Linked DNA regions of Sus scrofa: region 1 is linked to region 2. A link is a contact called in public HiChIP or PLAC-seq data. All regions are on one chromosome and are shown on one strand. The core of a region is the stretch at or near the end of the contact, and the rest is flanking DNA. Distances in the headings are between cores, read along the strand shown.

Region 1 (5,156 bases), core at 454-2,953, 110 kb before region 2:
TTGACGGAACACTGTAAACCAGCTATAATGGAAAAAATAAAAATCATTATAAAATAAAACGTGCATCATTGGGTCAAATGCTCAGGTATGAAAGGGAATGAATCAGGCCTGAATGTATCATGGATTGACAGCTTTGGAAAACTGAAGAATGAAAAAAAGTAAATTGCTAAGTGATGTTTACATTGTTACTCTTTTTTTTTCCCCCAGTAGTGTGCAGGGACTTGCTGTGGGATCTTAGTTCCCAGACCAGGGATGGAACTAGGGCCAAAGCAGTAAAAGCACCTAATCCCAACCATTAGACCATCAGGAACGCCCCTATATTGCTAACTTTCATGTAAAGGAAGACAAAATGAAAGGCTTTTCTATGGATACATATACGTTCGTAAAAGTATTAATAAAGGCTGCAGTGGTATCCACGGAATAGGTGATATTGGCTACCTTTAGAGTGAAGAGACTGAGTTTTGGGGTGGAAATCAAGGACACTTTCAGATTTTTTTCTGTAATTTTCTAATTGATTTTTCCTCCTTTTCCTCCTCCCTGCTCTTGCTCCTCCTTTTTCTCATTCTCCTCTCCCTCCTCCTTGAGTGGTTGGTGTTCCCATACCCAGTGGGTTATTAAAAAAACAAACCATAACAACAAAAGAGTTTATATTTAGTGCAATCTCCCTAAAAACCACATCCAAGGCAAATAATTTTCAAAGGAAAAGTAACTACCATTTATTTCATCGGAAAAATTTGTACCCTTCATGTTGTCCAGACATAAACCATACACACAGACAATAATGTGAACAGTTAAAATCAGTTTGCATAACCCGACCTAACAAGGTGGCTTCCCGTTAATATTTGATAGGTACATTTACCTGTTTTGTTTCAGCCCTTACATATCCTGCAGATAAAACTATGGACTCAAAGAAAATAAACATACTCTTGTATATTGCAAGTTTAATGTAAAAAAGCAAAGTAAGGCAAATTCATGAAAACAATGAAAATGACGTATGAGATTATCATCACTACAAACTAGCAAACTACAGGTACCCTGCGACAGCTGGAACACACGCCAGCCAGCTGAGGCCATGAACTTGGGCTCCTGGCTTCTTGCTAGGACGAAATCCATGGGAAAAAATGCCTCCTGAGCTCAATTAGGGGTAAAGGTCAATTCTCGGACCCCTAGTAGGTAGCGAGGTAGGTCGCTTGCCAAAGTAACATTTTAAGTCGTGTGGAAGGAGTGTAATCAACAGCTATTCCCTTTCCTGTATTTTTCGAATTTACACTTAAATGGGACTAGTCTAGGTCGTCAAAAGTCTAGGGTTTTAATTCTGCCACCAACGGACTTTAGTCAAATCACATTCTCATCCGTGAAACTGGGGTGAGGAGTTTGAATCTCCAAAATCTCCGTTACTTTTACTTGTTTTTCAGCCGAACAGGTGGAATATGGACGTTTCGGGGCCAGGGATGGAATCCCAGCCGCAGCTGAGACGTACCCCACATACTCTGTATTTTGCAGCTACGGCCAGGCGAGATCCTTAGCCTATTGCGCCCGACAGGGGGATCGAACCGCTACTCATCAGCGACCAGAGCGGTTGCGGAAAACAACGATCCCAGCTACGTTTAGAGCCAAATGAATAATCCCGCCTCCGGCAGTTTCGCCTAAGAACCATTTTGGCCTTCTCGGCTCACCGTCCGCGCAGCCTCCGGAAGCGATCTAAGCTCCGCCCCCTGCGCTCCGGACGGCGCGAAAACCCAATTGACAAGAATTCCCTGGGAAGCCCGCGGGTTGGGTCTACGTTTGGCCTGGTTTTCCCTCCGAGGTCCTGGGCCCGACGTCGGAATTGGAGTGTCCTCGTTGGAGGTACCCCCCACCGACCGCGCTACAGGGTCCTCTTCGCGCTTTCTCACCACCTCTTCCCGCGTTCGAGTCAGCTGAGCTCTCGGCCCAGCCTTTGCGACCACCCGGGCGGTGGACGCGGGGGGTTCCAGGCAGACCCCGCGGCCCAGCTTCTTGCTCCCGTTGGAGCAGGCTGCCTCCATGGCCTCCAGACAGGTCGGACCGGGCTGCGTAAGGTCCTAGGAGCTGGGATTCCGGGAAGCAGGGAGCATGGTGGGGTCCTGGCCATGGCGGCTGCAGCTGCCACCCCTCCGGTGAGGGATTACGAGATTGAGGTGAGCTTGAGTATCTCTATTTGTTGGAGGTGGGTGAAAGAGGGTTCTGATCTAGGATCTATGAGGGGAAAGAAGGGACCTGGTGAGGCCCCTTTGTTGTGTCTTTGGGTGGAACAGTCGCTGGAGTGTGTCCTAAAGCCGCGGTAGGTACCCATAAACATTAGGATTGAGGATGTTGAGGGGCCTAGTTAAGGACCAGTTTATAGATCCTGAAATGTTCCTGAAACTTGATAATTTGGACTAGTGAAATGTCATGGAGTCTTCCAGGGTCAAGTCTGGATAAGGAATCACAGAACTTTAGCGTGGAAAAGAATCTTTTTGTCCACCCACCTGTGCTAGGAATAGCACTTGGTGTGTCACTACAGGAATCAAACAAGGTACATAATTTAAAAATCACTTTCTCATTGCTCTAGAACTTAAGATACTGCAGGAAGAAGTCTCAGCTTGGTATGCTGTTTATTCTTATGTGTTCTAGTTTCAGTGAAATGCACTAAAGAGATTCTAATGTCATAAAGTAGTGGAGTATCATCAAGTAGACAATTTTGCTATATTTTCACACCTTTTCATCCCAAGCTAGCCTTGTAACTGACATATGCATACTGGTGTCATTGAAGTGAGCCAAGACATAGGTTCACTCACTGAACTGGGACTGTTTCTTACTTTTTAGTATTGAGTACTTTTGGGAGTTCCTGTTGTGGCTCAGTGGTAATGAACCTGTCTAGTGTCCATGGGGTTGCAGGTTCAATTCCTGGCCTTGCTCAGTGGGTTAAGGATCTGGCATGGCTGTGGCTGTGGTGTAGGCTGGCAGCTGCAGCTCCAGTTTGACCTCTGGCCCGGGAACTTTCATTTGCTGTAGGTGCGGCCCTAAAAAGCAAAAATAAATAAATAGAATTGAGTACTTTTTGCCTTCTTGTTAATATTTGTTATGCAGATGCTTGTTTGCTGGATCAAGGCAGTTGCTGGGTTTGTCTTGGGTGTGAAGAATTTTTGATAACTTGAATTACGCAATTCTTGCTTTTTGTTTGGTCAGTTTCTGAATCTTTTTGTTACAATTTCTTCTTTTGGTGCCCTGCTTAGAGTACTATTTCAGGGCACCAAATATTGTTTAGTATTGTGACAGTAAAGGCCTTATACACATTATTTTACCTAATAGCAATCCTGTGTTGAGGTGTTATTATCTGTATTCTAAAGATGAGAGAAAGTTAAGAATTAAAAGTTGAATTAAGGTAGAAAAATAAATTAGAAAATTAAAAGTAATTTGCTTAGGGTCCCATGCTGGTAGCTTTCAGAGCCAGCACTCAAACTTAGATCTGCTTGACTCCAGAGCCTCTGGTACCATCTCAGGATAATAATAATACTAACAACTCATTAGCATTTCTTCTAATACATTTACCATTTCATTTTAAGATGTAAAGTTTTAATCTGTCTCTCTTTTGCCTCATGTTTATCCAAATGGTTAGAAATTTGCCCCAATGCTATGTATTAACTTCTTTGCCCACTAACTTGAGTGTAACTATTGTTACATTTATATATACCAAAGTCTTAAATATACATGTATCCTTTTCTAGTTTTTGTGTCCATTCTGTTAAGTTGCCTGCCTATTCATGTCACACATTCTTTCTTTTTCTTTTTTTTTTTTTTTTTTTGGTCTTTTTAGGACTACCCACGGGATATGGGGGTTCCCAGGCTAGGGACTGAATCAGAGCTGTAGTCACTGGCCTACACCACAGCCACAGCAATGCCAGATCTGAGCCATATCTGTGATCTACACCACAGCTCACAGCAACACTGGATCCTTAACCCACTGAGCAAGGCCAGGAATTGAACCTGCATCCTCATGGATACTAGTCGGGTTCATTGTCACTGAGCCACAATGGGAACTCCTAAAGCTCTTTTTCCCCCTAGTATATCATGTATATCAACTAAGGGAAGCTTCCTTTTTTTGTCCCATTACATAAAATAATAGATCCATGTTTAACATTTATGTTTTGAACTCCATATGCCACGGGGTGCCTAAAAAAGAAAAAAATACAATAGAATAAAATAAAATTTATGTTTTGTAGTATTTTGCTTGAAATAAGTGCTTTTTCCTTCTTTTAAATTGATAGGCATGCAAGAAGCGAAGGAAAGATGATGACAGAACTTCTTGTAAAACAATTACAAAATATTTATCACCAGTCAGGAAAACTGGAGACAGGGTTTTCTCTCCACCAAAATCCAGTAACATTCTGGATTATTTTAGAAAGACTTCACCCACAAATGAGAAGACCCAGACAGCAAAAAAGTACAAGATAAAGTCATCCACACCATTGCCTGCTGACCGTGGCAAAGCCTGTAAAACACCTTTGGAAATGTCCTCAAATACAGAGTGTAAGAAGAGAGGAAAGAGGCTTAATTTATCTCCTCAACTAAATAGTATGAAACCTGAAAATGAATCTCCAGTTGAAATTAATAGCAATGATAGCAAAGAAGACGCCAGTTTAAATAACGATTTTGTGGAAAGTCGTAGTTCTGCTTTACTCTATAAGAAACATGTAAAGGTACTTGAAGAAAGAATTCAAGATCTCCAAAAACAATCAAACACTTTTACCTCCAAAAAAAGTTGTAGGAAAGTGAATCCTGAACAAAAGCCCTCAAAAAATGATTGTAGAAAATTGAGAAAAAGGAAGCACAGAGATGTAATCGATCTATACGAAAGTTTACCCTTGGCAGAGGAACGAAATCTCCTTAAAAGCGACGGTAGAGGTAGTAAACAGGTGATGCCTTCTCTAACCAATGAAATCCAAAGTACTGCAAATGATGTGGCCTCCAGAGACAATATAACTAAAACAGCCCAGTTAAATGATAGTATAATAACTGTTTCGTACGAGGAATTTTTAAAAAGTCACGAGGAAAATCAAGTGGAACAGACACCAGACTCTACAGTGTCAATGTGTGTTCCTTCTGAAGCTGCTGAAGATATCATCACAAGTGGTATGAGTGACACAGAAACCTATG
Region 2 (4,507 bases), core at 1,651-4,150:
TTTTTTTTTTTTTTTTTGCTTTTTAGGGCCATGCTTGTGGTATATGGAAGTTCCCAGGTTTGGGGTCAAACTGGAGCTATAGCTGTTGTCCTATACCACAGCCACAGCAACGCATAATCCAAGCCATGTCTTCAACCTACACCACAGCTCATGGCAATGCCAGATCCTTAACCCACTGAGCAAGGTCAGGGATCGAACCTGCAACCTCATGGTTCCTAGTCAGATTCATTTCCACTGCGCCATGACGGGAACTCCTGTTTTGTTTTTTAGTGTTGAGTTTTGAGGGTTCATATGCATTCTGGATACTAGACTTTGACAGATAAAAAATCTGCAAATATTTCCCTCTAATCTGTAGCTTTTCATTCTTTTTTTTTTTTTTAAACTTTTTTTTTTTTTTTTTTTGTATTTTTGTCCTTTGTTGTTGTTGTTGTTGTTGCTATTTCTTGGGCCGCTCCCGCGGCATATGGAGGTTCCCAGGCTAGGGGTTGAATTGGAGCTATAGCCACCGGCCTACGCCAGAGGCACAGCAACGCAGGATCCGAGCCGCGTCTGCAAACTACACCACAGCTCACGGCAACGCCGGATCGTGAACCCACTGAGCAAGGGCAGGGACCGAACCCGCAATCTCATGGTTCCTAGTCGGATTCGTTAACCACTGCGACACGACGGGAACTCCTTTTTTTTTTTTTTTTTTTTTTTTTTTTTTTGTCTTTTTGTCTTTTTGCCATTTCTTGGGCCGCTCCCATGGCATATGGAGGTTCCCAGGCTAGGGGTTTAATCAGAGCTCTAAGCTGCCAGCCTATGCCAGAGCCACAGCAACGCGAGATCCAAGCCATGTCGGCAACCTACACCACAGCTCAAGGCAATGCCGGATCCTTAACCCACTGAGCAAGGCCAGGATCGAACCTGTAACCTCATGGTTCCTAGTCGGATTCGTTAACCACTGAGCCACAACGGGAACTCCTAGCTTTTCATTCTTTTAACAGTGCCAGTGAAGCCTTTTAAAAATCAAGGCATTGAGATCATAATTTGTGACTTCATTTAATGCATATTTTTGTTGGTGAGAAAGTTTGGCATTAAAAATGGGGGTAGTTTGAAGACCACTGATTAACCCACTCTTTCAAAAAATGTGCATGTGTAATGGAGAAGAGAAGGAGGGGTGGCTAGAAAGAGGCTTATATCAAAGGAAATTTTATTTGTTAAAATGGATGATTGTTTATTTTTCAGAAAACACAGGCACAGAGAAGCTATGAGTTTACTGCAGATGAAGAGTTTCTAGAACAAAATCCAGGTAATCAGTCAGTCAGGATAGGCTAGGTTATGCTGCAGCAACAAGCACCCACTAAATCTCAGTAACCTTAACAATATCTCAGGTTTATTTCTGTCCTTTACTGCAGGTCCTAGTGTGGGCTGGCAGGGCCACCAGATTACAGCTTCATCTCCATAGTTAGGACAGCTAGCAGGAAGAGATGCAATGACTTACTAGCTTTTTAAGCAGATGGGAAGTTTAGGGTATTCCTTTTGTGTGTTTCAAGAGTGTCAAAGATGGAATTCTCATCGAGGCTTAGTGGAAACAAATCCGACTAGCATCCATGAAGACACAGGTTCGATCCCTGGTCCTCAGCGGGCTAAGGATCTAGTATGGCTGTGGCGTAGGCTGGCAAGCTATTGACTCCTAGCCTGGGAACCTCCATATGCCATGGGTGCGGCCCTTAAAAAGACAACAAAAACAAAAACACAACAAAAGAGTGTCAAAGAAGTGTAATCCTACCAAGTTAGAAAGAGAAAGAAAAGGAGTTCCCTTGGTGGCGCAGTGGTTAACGAATCTGACTAGGAACCATGAGCTTGCGGGTTCGATCCCTGGCCTTGCTCAGTGGGTTAAGGATCTGGCGTGGCTGTGAGCTGTGGTGTAGGTTGCAGACGCAGTGCAGATCCTGCATTGCTGTGGCTCTGGCGTAGGCCGGTGGCTACAGCTCCGATTGGACCCCTAGCCTGGGAACCTCCATATGCCGCAGGTGCAACCTTAAAAAGAAAAGGGGGGTGGGGTGGGGAGAAGAGCTGGAAAATTTGATTATCAGTGCTAAGGGCGACTTCCTGTCACTTCCAGAATTGAAAATAGACACAGATATGTATCATCTGGTACCTACTTTGAGACCAGGCAATATGGGGTAGAGTAAAATGTGTCATTTTTAGTTTATTTCAACAGACCAAGGAGAAACAGGCCTAGTCTCTGCCCTTCGGTTATTTCTATGTAAGCGTGTAAGTTCCTTTGTCTCTTGGGGACATGCACTTAGGATTGGAGGAAGAGGAGGAAGACAGCAAGCCCAAGGAGGACCAGGTGCACTACCTCAATAAACCAGATTCTAGTATTTTTGTCCTGAAGCCAGTATGGATAATGTGCTTTCAGCCAGCAGAGAGCAGTAAGGAGACAGTAACACAATTCTGTATTGTAATAGCGATTTTCAATGTCTAGGGGTCACTCAACTTTGGCTGCGCGTGAGAATCATTTGGAGGTTTGTGCTCCAGCTCTGGGCACCTCGTAGTCTCTAATCCTATTTGTTAGAGTGGCTGGATGACACCTAGTGGGCGAATTATCAGAAAAGCGTCTTGAAGCGAATCCTCTCCTTTTTCTTCTCCCAAGAGTTGTCGGGGTTGCATTTCATGGGGGGGCGGGGGGGAAACTCTAGCAAAGACAATCTTTAGGACCTTAGCGCGTTTCTAGCGGCTTGGAGAGAGCGGGTTTCCTAAAGCCAGAGGTTGCTCTGAGGGCTGCGCGTTGGAAGCTCTAGGCTTGCAACAGGACCAGAGAAAGAAAGCAAGAGAGGATCCCAGCTGCTGCAAAGGAGGAGGGGAGAGGGGGAGCGAGGGAGGAGCCGGAGGAGACGCAGCCACCGGCTGGCGGTCCCCTACGTGGCCCGGACTTCCGCGCGCCGGCGCGGGGGACAAGGGGCCTGGGGACCATGGCGGGCCCGGACGCCGGCCCGGCCATACCCGTGTGGCTGGCCGAGGACGACCTGGGCTGCATTATCTGTCACGAGCTGCTGGCCTGGCCGACCACGCTGCCCTGCGGCCACAGCTTCTGCCGTGACTGTCTGGTGGGCCTGTGGGAGGCGGGGCGCCGCCGGTCCTGCCCCACCTGCCGCGAGGGCGGCGCGCAGCCGCTGCAGCTGCGGAAGAACACGATGCTGCAGGACTTGGCGGACAAATACAGCCGGGCGGCACACGAGCTGAAGGACAGGGCCCCAGTGCCCGGCCCGGCCCCGCGCCCTGCGCCCGGGCCCCGGTGCCACACCGCGCAGCTGCGGGTAGGGAGGGGGACCCGCTGCTGCCCTCTGCCTTCTGGCCGCCCGCGCCGCCTGCTTCCTGGTTCTCCCTGCGCACTTCCTCTCTTCCTGGTCCTTTCTGCTCTCACATTGCTTTTCTCAGTCTAAACGTAGAAATCGTTCTTTGGAAAGCTCAGAAAAATATGAAGGAGAAAAAAAATTCAGCATCTGAGATCCTATCAACTACGTGCTATACACCCTGGCGTATTTCCACTTATTTCCTCTTTCTGTAGCCTATCCCTCTCTCTGATAATTTTTTATTGTGGTAAAATATGTTTATGTCACATAGCATAAAATTTGCCGTTTAGCCATTTTAAAATGTGCAGTTCAGTGGCAGTATATTTACAATACTCTGCAACTACCACCACTTTCTAGTTCCAAAACTTACATCACCACAAACAGAAACTCTGCCCCCATAAAGCAATAACTTCTCACTCTCTTTCCCTTCAGGCCCTGGTAACCTCTAATCTACAATCTGTGTCTATGAATTTGCCTACTCTAGGTATTTGGTACAAGTGGAATCGTGCCGTATTTGTCCCTTTGTTTCTGGCTTTGGCTTCTTTCACGTGCGGTTATGTTTTCAAGATTCATTTACGTCGTAGCATAGATCTGAACTTCGTTCCTTTTTGTGGCTGAAGAATAATTCCCTTGTATAATTATACCACATTTTAAAAAATCCACTCTGCATCAGTGGACATTCGGATTGTTTTTACCTTCAGGTTATTGTTGGTGATGTGGCAGTGAACATTGGTGCACAAGTATCCCAGTTCCTATTTTCAGTTCTTTTGGGTAGGAATGGAATTGCTAGGTCGTATGGTAATTCTATGTTTAACTTATTGGCGAACAGCCAAACTGCATCCCAGGCAACAACAGCAATTGGCATTCCCATTATCAAAGTGGGAGGATTCCAATTTTCCCTAACTTTTGCTCCTGGGACTAAGGTCTGCTTGCTCCTGGCCTGTTTGCTTCTAGGGCTTAGGTCTGTTGTCTGTTTCAGTCAAGTCTTTTGTCCCAGACACCTCCAAGTTTAGCTCAGCTTGCAGCACTTGAGGAATGCCCGCCCCCTTTCTGTCCCAGCTCCAAGTTAAGTAAAACAAAGGTGAGCACCCTGTGTCCTTGCTTCAGGTAGTCCCCAGCCAGGTTAGGACAAACCTACACAATGATGTGTGAATAAAATAAAAGTA

What was found. HiChIP or PLAC-seq counts read pairs in DNA pulled down with a chosen protein or histone mark.
Region 1: a contact with region 2 is called in an H3K27ac HiChIP or PLAC-seq map of alveolar macrophages. The contact joins the promoter of ATAD5 here to the promoter of RNF135 in region 2. A contact is called at or near these places in 1 of 5 promoter capture datasets (liver), 4 of 47 Hi-C or Micro-C datasets (embryonic fibroblasts, heart right ventricle, liver and 1 more) and 2 of 2 datasets of contacts at active chromatin or transcription factors (alveolar macrophages and skeletal muscle).

Annotation. Positions count from the first base shown.
Region 1 is chr12:42,916,985-42,922,140 of Sscrofa11.1, reverse strand. It overlaps ATAD5 (ATPase family AAA domain-containing protein 5), which reads left to right and starts at 1,703. Exons shown (of 23, transcript XM_021067456.1): 1 at 1,703-2,159; 2 at 4,268-5,156. The coding sequence starts at 2,112.
Region 2 is chr12:42,807,330-42,811,836 of Sscrofa11.1, reverse strand. RNF135 (E3 ubiquitin-protein ligase RNF135) reads left to right here and starts at 2,900. Exons shown (of 5, transcript XM_003131735.4): 1 at 2,900-3,305. The coding sequence starts at 2,961.